Regions from separate parts of the Oryctolagus cuniculus genome. Here region 1 is linked to region 2. The links are chromatin contacts, called in public Hi-C maps. All regions are on one chromosome and are shown on one strand. The core of a region is the stretch at or near the end of the contact, and the rest is flanking DNA. Distances in the headings are between cores, read along the strand shown.

The links. A called contact is a pair of places that touch in the nucleus more often than the background predicts.
Region 1: a Hi-C map of psoas muscle shows a contact between it and region 2, with 5 times the contacts expected there. The contact joins the promoter of LRRC4 here to the enhancer-like site in region 2. A contact is called at or near these places in 3 of 6 Hi-C or Micro-C datasets (ear pinna, psoas muscle and an unstated tissue).

What each region holds. Positions count from the first base shown.
Region 1 is chr3:164,470,245-164,475,744 of mOryCun1.1, reverse strand. It overlaps LRRC4 (leucine rich repeat containing 4), which reads left to right and starts at 2,488. Exons shown (of 2, transcript XM_008258237.4): 1 at 2,488-2,726; 2 at 2,906-5,166. The coding sequence starts at 3,006. The coding sequence ends at 4,964. All of the region lies in intron 16 of SND1 (staphylococcal nuclease and tudor domain containing 1), which reads right to left.
Region 2 is chr3:164,173,779-164,179,657 of mOryCun1.1, reverse strand. It overlaps SND1 (staphylococcal nuclease and tudor domain containing 1), which reads right to left. Exons shown (of 24, transcript XM_002712078.5): 9 at 5,305-5,395. Among named protein-coding and RNA genes, the nearest start is that of SND1, 58 kb to the right of the region's middle. Within about 2 kb of position 4,512, at least 1 of the 8 cell types and tissues checked has an H3K27ac peak or open chromatin away from gene starts, as enhancers often do.

The sequences.
Region 1 (5,500 bases), core at 1,239-3,738, 300 kb before region 2:
GGATAGAGGAGGGTACGTTAGATCCCCAGACAGGCTGAAGCGGACGGATGAAACCCAAATTCTGGAATGCTGGGAGAATTCTTTGGGGAATCACTTCCATATTCCTTGACAACTGAGGTGTGCCAGAGCTCAAGTATGCTACCACTTATTTACATTGTTACCACTCTACAACAAATCTGACCCATTCATGAAATGGACAGCAGGACTGCCGGGAACATTAACAGTGATACACAGATTATGGACTCAATAAATACTAACTATTTGACTACAAATCCAGGCAAAAAGACCTTAGTAAAGAATGGAAAAACCAACTTGCCTACAACGAAACAGTTTTTGGGATTGCAAGAGTTCCTTACATATTTAAGGAGGTTCAGCTTACTGGGCAGCACACAAGACTGAGGGATGGGTGTGGTAGAATCCAGAGTCGTCTTTGAAGGTGGGAAAAGGCTGCCCTAACTTACTCTCTTACAACAATCTGTCAAATGCCCCAGGCTCCCCCAGGGCCAGAAGTTGGGGCAACTGCTACCTAGCTGTGCTCGGGAAGCCCGAGGAGAGGGGCTGGTGAAGGCTGACGCCGCCTCCCCCACTCCCGGGGCGCTGGGGGGAGCCAAGGTTCGACGCCGGGTGCAGGCTGCGGCTCCGTGAATGAACAGGTCACGCCGCAGGTTCTGGGAGCTCACGCAATCCTTCCCAGGCTGTCATTCCTTCGGCTCCCGGCATTTGGTCTTTCCTGCCACCGTTTCCCACCCCCGCAACCCTCATTAAGAAAGCTATCATTAAAAGCCCTAGTTAGAGCCCAGAAGATGAGGAACTGGTGAGAGGGAGATAGGACAGACATCGGTACAGCAGTCAAGCCCAGGCGCTGGGTCTCCGGCTCCGCGCGGCCCCGCGCCCGGCCATGCAGCCCCGAAGTCCGAGTTCGAGCGCCTGAACGGCGCTGCGCGACTACGCGCCCCGACAGCGTTGCGCGGGGTGAGGACGATGCGGTCCCGGAGGGAGGCAGGCCAACTGCCGCAGCCCGGCCGCGGGCTGGCGGGCCCGCCTGAGCCCGCCGCCCCGGAGCCAGGGGGCGCTGGGCGGCCGGGAGCCGGCCGGAGGGCGCGCTCTCCCGCCGCAGCCCCACGGCCGCCCAGCCTATCAGCAGCCGCTCAGCCGCGCTCTCGGCTAGCCCAAAATAGCTGCGAACGCCTGCAACTCGCGCGGGCCCGCACTTGACGCTCACTCCGACTCGCCCGCTCGCCCAGCCCGCTCCGTGCGTCCAGAGGGGGCGGGGAGGCAGCGGCCCCGGGCGGGGGGAAGGGGGAGAGGGAGGAGGGGGTAGAAAGGAAGCAGCGGGCGGACCGAGCGGGCGCGGGGCGCGGGGCTGCGCGGGCGCGCGGCGCTGGAAGGCGCCGCGTTAACCCCTCGCGGGCAGGCGGCGGCGGCGGCGGCGGGAGCGGTGTTAATGCACACAGCTCCGCATCACGCTAATCTTCTCCCCAGAACAGTATGCGTCAGCAGTACATTCACGTTCTGACTGAAGGACAAAAGGATGAGAGAGCAGTCTGCGTGGCTGCCGCCTGCAACACCGCGAGCCCGGCGCGAGGAGGAGACGGTGGGCGCCCAGAGCGGGGCCCCCGCTGCCGCCGCCGCTAGCCAGCGGGGACCATGTTCCCGGGCCCGGGAGCGCTTCCCGCAGCCGCGACCCCCGCTGCTCACGCCGCCGCCGCCGCCGCCGCCAGCGCTCGGGCCGCTGCAGCAGTGCGCGGACAGCGCAGCCACTGAAGGCGCCGGGAGCCCGCGCCGCGAACTCGCCCCCTCTGCACAAAGCCAGAGCCGGCGGCGCGCCGGGGGCCCGGCAGCGGCGGGCGGTTGCGCGCCGCCGGGGGCTGCGGCGGCCGTCGTCGCCGCCGGACCCGCGCCCGCCCCCGGACTCTCCGAAGGGGCCTGCGGAGCGGGCGCGACCGCGGGAGCCCAGCTCTTCGCCGGCCCGCGGACCTGGTCCCGGCGCAGCCGCGGCGCCGCTGCCCCTCAGGTGCTGGACGGATTACTGCTCCTCGCGCCAGCAGACGGCGGACTGGAGAACTCAGCCCAGTTTTTGTCTTCTTAACCCTTCCGAGAAGGCCAGGAGAAAGGGGGTGTGTGTCTGGGGAGGGAGAAGGCGCCGCGAACACCTCCTCTTAACTCTCGCAGCCCCGCGAGCACACGACTGCAATCAGCTGCCGCCGACCTGGGCGGCCGGCGACGGAGAGCGGAGCGCAGCAGCAGCAGCAGCAGTAAGCGGCGGCAGCGAGCGCGGCCTGGGCGGCTTCGGGCGCCCCCGCACCCCCTCCGGCGGCGGCCCAGGGCGCGGGCTGGGGGCGCTGGAGGCACACTTTGGCGATGAAGCGCCTTCCCCCGTGGATGGAGAGAGCCGGTGCCAGGGTCCAAGGACAAAGCAGGGAAGCGCTGGTGGCGCCGCTCCTCGGGCCGAGGGGGGGGCATGCACCTGCATAGCCCGCCGGGCCTGGGTTCTCCCTGGCGCGCCTCAACTCCACGGCTTTGCCGTCTCTGGCTCCGGATTTACTAGAAGCCATTTTGTCTCCCCCACCCCTCCCCTCCCCTCCCCTCTCCTGTGCCCTCCCCACCCCCACCACTTCCCCCTTTTGTTAATTAAAACTAAGAAGTCAGAATGGGAACGAGGTGCCCGGCTCCCGTGGAGAAAGCTTAAGGACAGCACGCCACTTCTCTCCTGCCTTCCTTCCGAGGTAGGTGACGGCGAACTGGGTGGGGATGGTGGCACTGTGGGGTAGAAAGTCTTAGCCGGCAGGGGGCTGGCCTCGAGGGTGGACTGCTGGAGGAGGGGGCCGCTCTCTAGTTTGGGCAGGGGTTTTGCGGCCGATCCGCGCTCCGTCTCTAATCGCCCCCTCCCCACCTCCTTCTTCAGATGGAAAGAGGAGCTCCTAGCTCACTTAAGCCGGGGTAGGGCTGGTTCTCCTTTCCGAGCCAAAATCCCAGGCGATGGTGAATTATGAACGTGCCACACCATGAAGCTCTTGTGGCAGGTAACTGTGCACCACACCTGGAATGCCGTCCTGCTCCCCGTCGTCTACCTCACGGCACAAGTGTGGATTCTGTGTGCAGCCATCGCTGCTGCCGCCTCGGCCGGGCCCCAGAACTGCCCCTCCGTCTGCTCGTGCAGTAACCAGTTCAGCAAGGTGGTGTGCACCCGCCGGGGCCTCTCTGAGGTCCCACAGGGCATCCCCTCCAACACCCGGTACCTCAACCTCATGGAAAACAATATCCAGATGATCCAGGCCGACACCTTCCGACACCTCCACCACCTGGAGGTCCTGCAGCTGGGCAGGAACTCCATCCGGCAGATCGAGGTGGGGGCCTTCAACGGCCTGGCCAGCCTCAACACCCTGGAGCTGTTCGACAACTGGCTGACTGTCATCCCCAGCGGGGCCTTCGAATACCTGTCCAAACTGCGGGAGCTCTGGCTTCGCAACAACCCTATAGAAAGCATCCCCTCCTATGCCTTCAACCGAGTGCCCTCCCTCATGCGCCTGGACTTGGGGGAGCTCAAGAAGCTGGAGTATATCTCTGAGGGCGCCTTTGAGGGGCTCTTCAACCTCAAGTACCTGAACTTGGGTATGTGCAACATTAAAGATATGCCCAACCTCACCCCCCTGGTGGGGCTGGAGGAGCTGGAGATGTCAGGGAACCACTTTCCTGAGATCAGGCCTGGATCCTTCCATGGCCTGAGCTCCCTCAAGAAGCTGTGGGTCATGAACTCGCAGGTGAGCCTGATTGAGCGGAATGCTTTCGACGGGCTGGCCTCGCTTGTGGAACTCAACCTGGCTCACAACAACCTCTCCTCTCTGCCCCACGACCTCTTCAGCCCACTGAGGTACCTGGTGGAGTTGCACTTACACCACAATCCCTGGAACTGTGACTGCGACATCCTGTGGCTGGCCTGGTGGCTTCGGGAGTATATACCCACCAACTCCACGTGCTGCGGCCGCTGTCACGCTCCCATGCACATGCGAGGCCGCTACCTGGTGGAGGTGGACCAGGCCTCCTTCCAGTGCTCTGCCCCCTTCATCATGGACGCGCCTCGGGACCTCAACATCTCTGAGAGTCGGATGGCGGAACTCAAGTGTCGGACTCCCCCCATGTCCTCGGTGAAGTGGCTGCTGCCCAATGGGACAGTGCTCAGCCACGCCTCCCGCCACCCGCGCATCTCTGTCCTCAACGACGGCACCTTGAACTTCTCCCACGTGCTGCTCTCAGACACGGGGGTATACACATGCATGGTGACCAACGTGGCTGGCAACTCCAACGCCTCGGCCTACCTCAACGTGAGCACGGCCGAGCTCAACACCTCCAACTACAGTTTCTTCACCACAGTCACAGTGGAGACCACGGAGATCTCGCCTGAGGACACCACGAGGAAGTACAAGCCTGTGCCCACCACGTCCACTGGCTACCAGCCGGCATATACCACCTCTACCACGGTGCTCATTCAGACCACCCGTGTGCCCAAGCAGGTGGCGGTACCCGCGACAGACACCACTGACAAGATGCAGACCAGCCTGGATGAAGTCATGAAGACCACCAAGATCATCATTGGTTGCTTTGTGGCAGTGACTCTGCTGGCTGCCGCCATGTTGATTGTCTTCTACAAGCTCCGGAAGCGGCACCAGCAGCGGAGTACCGTCACGGCCGCCAGGACAGTTGAGATTATCCAGGTGGACGAAGACATCCCGGCGGCGGCTTCGGCGGCGGCAACAGCGGCTCCAGCCAGTGTATCAGGTGAGGGGGCAGTAGTGCTGCCCACAATTCATGACCATATTAACTACAACACCTACAAACCAGCACATGGGGCCCACTGGACAGAAAACAGCCTGGGGAACTCTCTGCACCCCACAGTCACCACTATCTCTGAACCTTATATAATTCAGACCCATACCAAGGACAAGGTACAGGAAACTCAAATATGATGCCCCCTCCCCTCAAAAACTTTAAACGCAATAGAATGCACACACACACAACACACACACATACACACACACACACACGAGACAGCAACTTTTGTACAGAGTGGGGAGAGACTTTTTCTTGTATATGCTTATATATTAAATCTATGGGCTGGTAAAAAAAACAGATTATATTAAAATTTAAAAAGAAAAAATCAAAACAAAACTATTTTCTAACTTGTAAGTTCTATTTAAAGGGGGCGGGAGGGGAATCTTGGGAATGTTGTGGGGTACGAGCCCCATGTACCTTTGCTCTACTGCCAGAAAAGGTTTCTGGTAAGAGGTTGAACCTGCTAAGGTAAAACTAAAACACCAACAATTAGCATCCCTAAAGGGGTAGGGTGTGGGCTGCGGAGGGAACAGGCGGGATGGGATGGACTGAACCTGTCTTTTTTTTAGAAGATGCTTCATAGGATACAGGAGTACCCGTTTCTACAGACATCTTTCTTAAGCCGAGAGCTGTCTTTGCAGATTATCTTATTTAAAAAAAAAAATTCTGA
Region 2 (5,879 bases), core at 3,263-5,762:
GCACAAAAGTCTCGGGCAGGCTCAGCTAATCGCTGTGAAGTGAACATGCTTCTGTGCTAACCTGGAGAGACAGGGAGCAAGCACCCTCCCTTGTGTTTCATTCCCTAGGAAGGAAAACTGCTTAAGCAGATGATGGAAATCAGGCTCTCAGAAGACCAAATGTATCAAGAGAATATTTTGTTGAGTTTCAAATTTCTCAGAGCAAGCTTCTATGCTAACACTCTGATACACAGCTTTGCATCAGTTCCAGAAATCAACTATGTGACCCTAGAAGCATTCACTTCAAGAGGTCACAGGTTACAGGTGCAGGCTTCTCAGGTGCTTTTGCTGTGCCCTATAAATTACTTGCTTAGCAAACAGGAACCGTTGAAATGAGAATCACTATTTAGGGCCTTAACAACCACAAGAACCCCACAGGAGAACTATTCAGCGATGACTTGCAGGAACCAGGCAACACAGAACTCGAGTAGGGCTCTTTAAAAATTTTGTTTGGCACTGACAGACATTTTAATAAATCAGGTAAAAACCAACTCCAGGACTTCAGTTGGGTTCTAAGGTATAAAAATAAGGCAGACGCATTTTCCTTTCTAATTTAATGCTTGATATTCTGAGTTCTAGAACAGAGGCTGACGAACTATGGCCCAATGATCATCTAGCCTGCTTCAAAGAGACCATATGGCCTGCAAAGGCTAAAATACTGGCTCTGTTGTCCTTTAGGAAAAAATTGGCCAACTGCAGTTTATGCAACATATCTGAAAATGAGATAGACACTTGCTAACATTTCTGAAGAGATTATTTGGCAAATATGTTGCAAATCATGATTAAGGAAGTAACTGCCATTTTACATGAAAATTCAATTTGTAAGTAATTATTAACTATAGGAACATGGTACAGCCTTACAATGGAGTCAGGTGCACCAATTACAAGTGAGCATTTCTGGATAAAAACAAAGGGGTATATCTAACTTACTATACAGCTATCTACATAGGTTCAAAAGAACAAAAATGAGAGGAGAGAATAAGACTGCAAGAAAACTCTGGAAGCTAGAAAGCATATGGATGAGTACTAACTGAAACCACAGATGCACAAAACCTAACACCTGAGCCAGTGGTGAGAAAAGACAACAGCCAGTCTTATTTATACCCCAGAATCCCCTTTCACTCCAGCCAAATTAGCCAAATGTGTCCAACTGTCGAATCAGGCATGGAAAGTAAGAATGAAAAAGGGACCAAAAATTAAGATCAGGTTTAAATCTCTACAGGAATCACCTAGATTTCTAGATGTACACCCTAAATGCCACCCATAGGATCACTGATCTAATACCAACCATGAACGCCAAATACCTGAGTAAAGCCTCTCAAATGAAAACTGGAGAACCAACTCAACAAGGGAGTGAATATGAAGAGAAAAGAAACCTCTAAAACTAGGAAAATTTATTACTCCACAAACCGAAACATGATATTCACGTCTGAAGGTGGCATTAGACGGGCAAGTATTTGGCATGGTGTTAACATGCCACTTGAAAAGCCTGCACTCCACATCCTAGTGCCAGGGTTTTGGTCCTGGGTCCACTCCTCAGCTTCCTGCCAAGGTATACCTTGGAACACAGTAGATGATGTCCCAAGTGGTTGGGTCTTGCCACCACTTGTGGGAGATCCAGATGGAGCTCCAGGCTCCTGGCTTCAGCCTGGCCATGCCCTGGCTGTTCGGGGCATTTAAGAAGTGAACCAGCAAATGGGAGCACTGTCTCTCTTTCAAATAAACTATAAAATCATAATTTAGAAAATGTTCATATATATGAAATAGAAACATTTAGAGGAAAGAAAAGCTACTAGAAATGGAAACAGTATCATATATAAAATACTACCCCCAAAAAAAGGCTAAAGGATAAATATAAAGAAATCTAAAAAATAAAAGTCCCAGAAATAAAGGGCTAAACATTGGCACATAATATGTTCACATATGTATAAACAAAGCACATCACTATGAAATCAAAATTCTTGGATCAAAAAGAATTAGCTAAAACTTTACAGAAAGAACCTCATGTTAAAATGAAACAACAGAATGGCATAAAACCTTTAAAAAAAAAAAGTAAGTTAGAAAACACTGTAATAGCTAAATGAAAACCAAGCAATACCTTAACAACTTTAATGGAAAAAAACTTCTAAATCAGTGATTCTATACCCTGCTAAACTATCACTCAAGTATAAGTAGAAAATGGATATGAAAGGGCTCAGAAATATACTTCCCAAACATCATTCTGCCATGAAGTTATAGAATGCATCGTAAATCACAAAACAGAAGTCATGAGCTGCAGAAAGTATTGTTCCAACCCAAGCGTTAAGGCAAAGAAACTTCCCAAGACAATAGTGATGAAATCCAAAGGTGCCAGCACTCTAAAAGGCAAAAAGGAAGAATCAGTCCAGTCTCCAGGAAAGTATTATTAAAGGTTAAATTAGCACATTGAAAGTCTTGGAAGGAGAGTCAGAAAGTTGAATTAATAATAACTACATACAAAAGAAATATGAATTTTTAAAATTACTAGCACCAGTAAAAGCAAACACTTGTGCAGGAAATGAAAAACAGTATTAATATGCAATACCACTGTGGTGATAAGTGCCACAAGAAGAATGATTAATTTAGTTGACTTATGATATAGCTTTGCTGGAGGATTGAGGGAAGGTACATGTACGTGGCATGTGAGTATGTGTGTTTAAGTGAGAAAACCAAATTCTTATCTTTCATGCTATGAAGGAAAGGGGTTATAAATACAATTAAAACATGAAGCAACAGCAATGTAAACCTTTTATTCAGGTAAATGAATGAATCAGCTAAGACCTTAAAGAGATGCCACAAGGGCGAGGGAATGGAACTAGTACATTTCTTAATAAACCTGTAGTAACTTTAAATTTGTTTTGTATTAAAAACACAAACTTAAAACTAAAAAATTATACACAAAAGAGTGCAGAGCAGTACTTCTAAAGTGGCTGCCAGTCTGCAAAGAGATAAGGAACATGCACCTGAACATCACTACGTCCATCACCAAAACACTGGTGACACTTACGCAGCAAGCCTTTGTTGATGCAGGAAGCGATGCCTTGATTTGTATTCTGTCTCGGGCTCCCACATCATGTCAAGGCACTCTGAGTAATTAGGGCTGGTACAGACCAGGGATCATCAAACTTTTATGTAAAAGGCCAGAGAGCAGATATATTAGGCTCTGTAGGCTATAACTCTGGTATAAGCCTGAAGGCGATAATTCTTTGCATGCTAAAACTCAGTTTTCAACAACTCTGTCATAACTCCTCAGCTCTGCCACTGTACCATGAAAACTGCCACAGACAGTATGTAAACAACCACACATGGCTTTGTTCCCATTTATGCATGACACTGAAATTCCATTTTATATAAATATCATGCCAAGTATTTTATTCAATACAAAATCCATTTTTTTCCCAATGAAAATCTTCCAGACCACACAAAAACAGTTGCTGGGCCAGATTTGACCCATCAACCATAATTCACAGAAGTTGAGACAGAGAATATAATCAACTTTGGATTTTTGTAAGGAAAAAAAAAAAAGCTGCATCAGAGTTTCATGTAATTTGGGTGTATTTACTCATCTCCTTCACACTTTTCTTTTATAAAAACTCAAAAGTTTGAAGATCCCCTACTTACAAATAAATTTTACTCTCTATTAAGCAACGCTATATTCATATTACCTAGATTTGGGTGTTTAAGGCTCTACAACCGATTAGTTATTCCTCAGAACCCTAATTTAGTTGCTTTCTGGGGCAATGTATTCTGGCATTGTAATGAATATAACTTTATTGTAATGATAAAAATATTAACATTATTTACAAAACAAACAGATCAGGATGTTGTCATCTTAAAAATGGAAGAAATCCTACAGCCAAGTTTCTCTTTTCTAATTACCAATAAGTCATATTTAAGATAAATGCAAAAGCTATGGGCTCAATCACTAAACCTCTGAATCTCTCTCTTCTGCAATGTCTTAGTCCCCAGTCAGCAAAAGTCTTCTAGGTTTTTCTACAACGTCAACTGCAACTGAGAAGGGGCTGATAGTGGATAAGGATAGGTATTGGGACCTTCCCAAGCCTAATCCACATAAAGTCACAGAACTTCAAAGTGTTGGTGGGAAAACTGAAGACCTGACTCCCATGGTCAGTAAACAATCATCCTCTGATTGTGTAACTACAGCCTTGCAGCACAGAACAGGTTACAGGAACATGAGCACAATTACGGGAGCGTCACATATGTAGAGTGACATAGAGAAGCCCCATGTAGGGGCTTCCACACTAGTATCCTGCGTAGCAAAAAGGAACCAGATGTCCATTCTGGTCTGCATCCAAAAGGGGAAGATACACAGGGAGCACCCCGCTACGAGAGGACTCCCACGAAAACGGGTGACTATGGCTATTCCCATGGCTACTCTGGCACACCTACAGAGGAGAGGAGGCCACTTGATCACCCATGACCTATTACTTTCGACATCATTAAAAACAGCGAAGAAATCCAGCGAATTCCTCAGAGACTTTGCTAATATTCAAGAGTATCCAGGTTTTTCAGGTTTATGGCGCCACCTTGTGGCTTCCCTTCCTAAATGCGGGGTTAATGGAGAAGAACACAGCCACCCTCTCAGTCCAGGAATATGGATGAATATTAAACGGATATTAGCTCATAAAGACAAAAGTTCTAGCATCTCTGAACAAAAGGAAAAATAAATTGGGAAGAAACAGAGAACAGGTGTGTCATTCAAGATACCAAAACCTACAACTACAAAAACCATTTTTATAGCACTGCTTGATATAATCAAGGGATTTAGAAAGTTCAGTTCCTATCAACAAAACCCATCCCAACACACCATCAGTGGAAGAGAAGTATCCCGAGGCAGGACAGGGACACACACACACACACACACACACACACGAGTTCCAAAACAGAAAGAAGAAATCTGAGGTCACACATACTTGGACAGAAGAAACACCACAGGATGTCATTTGAGAAGCAGACAAACCCGATAAAATGAGATTATAAACTGGCAACGTCAACTACTCTAACTCATGAACTTCCAATGAAGTTAAGGCAATTTGCAGTGAGAAATTTTTAAAGTTCCCAAAGAATTTTTAAGAGCCCCGACAAGCCACACACACACATACACACACACACACACACTTTGCTGTGAAATTTTCAAGAGCTGCAGCATTTCTAATGATTCAAGTCATTGCATTTTCACTCACCAATCAATGTCTGCTCTCCATTTCAAAGCACAGAATGACTTACCTTGGCAACAAACTGCTTGTCCTTTTGGTCCAAATTAGCAGTGGGAGCTACGTAGTCTCTCCATATTCTCAGCCTGCGCTCCTTGGCAAACCTGGCAACAAAGCAAGGATGCGAGATCAGACCACGTCCACTCCACCTGATGTCGCCACCACCAGGGAAGCAGTGTGTCCACAACCCCACCTGACCCTACAGCACAGCAAGAGGAAAACCCAGAACAGAAGATGACAGTAAGTGGAAATATCCAAGATGCATATATAAACCTGTGGCTGGTAGGTATACTTTGAGCCCGAACAGCACAAGCTAAATTTGATAACTAGTTCTTTGATTTATCCAGTATCATCTGAATCACTATTAACAAATTTAAGCTGACCCAAACAGAACAAATGTTCTCTTTGGAAGAAAAGACCAAATAAGAACACACGCACATATACAACATTTTTTAAAAAGCATAGGCCTGTGCAATTTCCATTTCAATTACGAGACTGTTATCAGCTACCAAATCCTACAAACAAGAACAAGCATCTAAAGAATAATGGGAAAATGCACTAAATCCTTTTAGAAGCTCATTGGCTAAG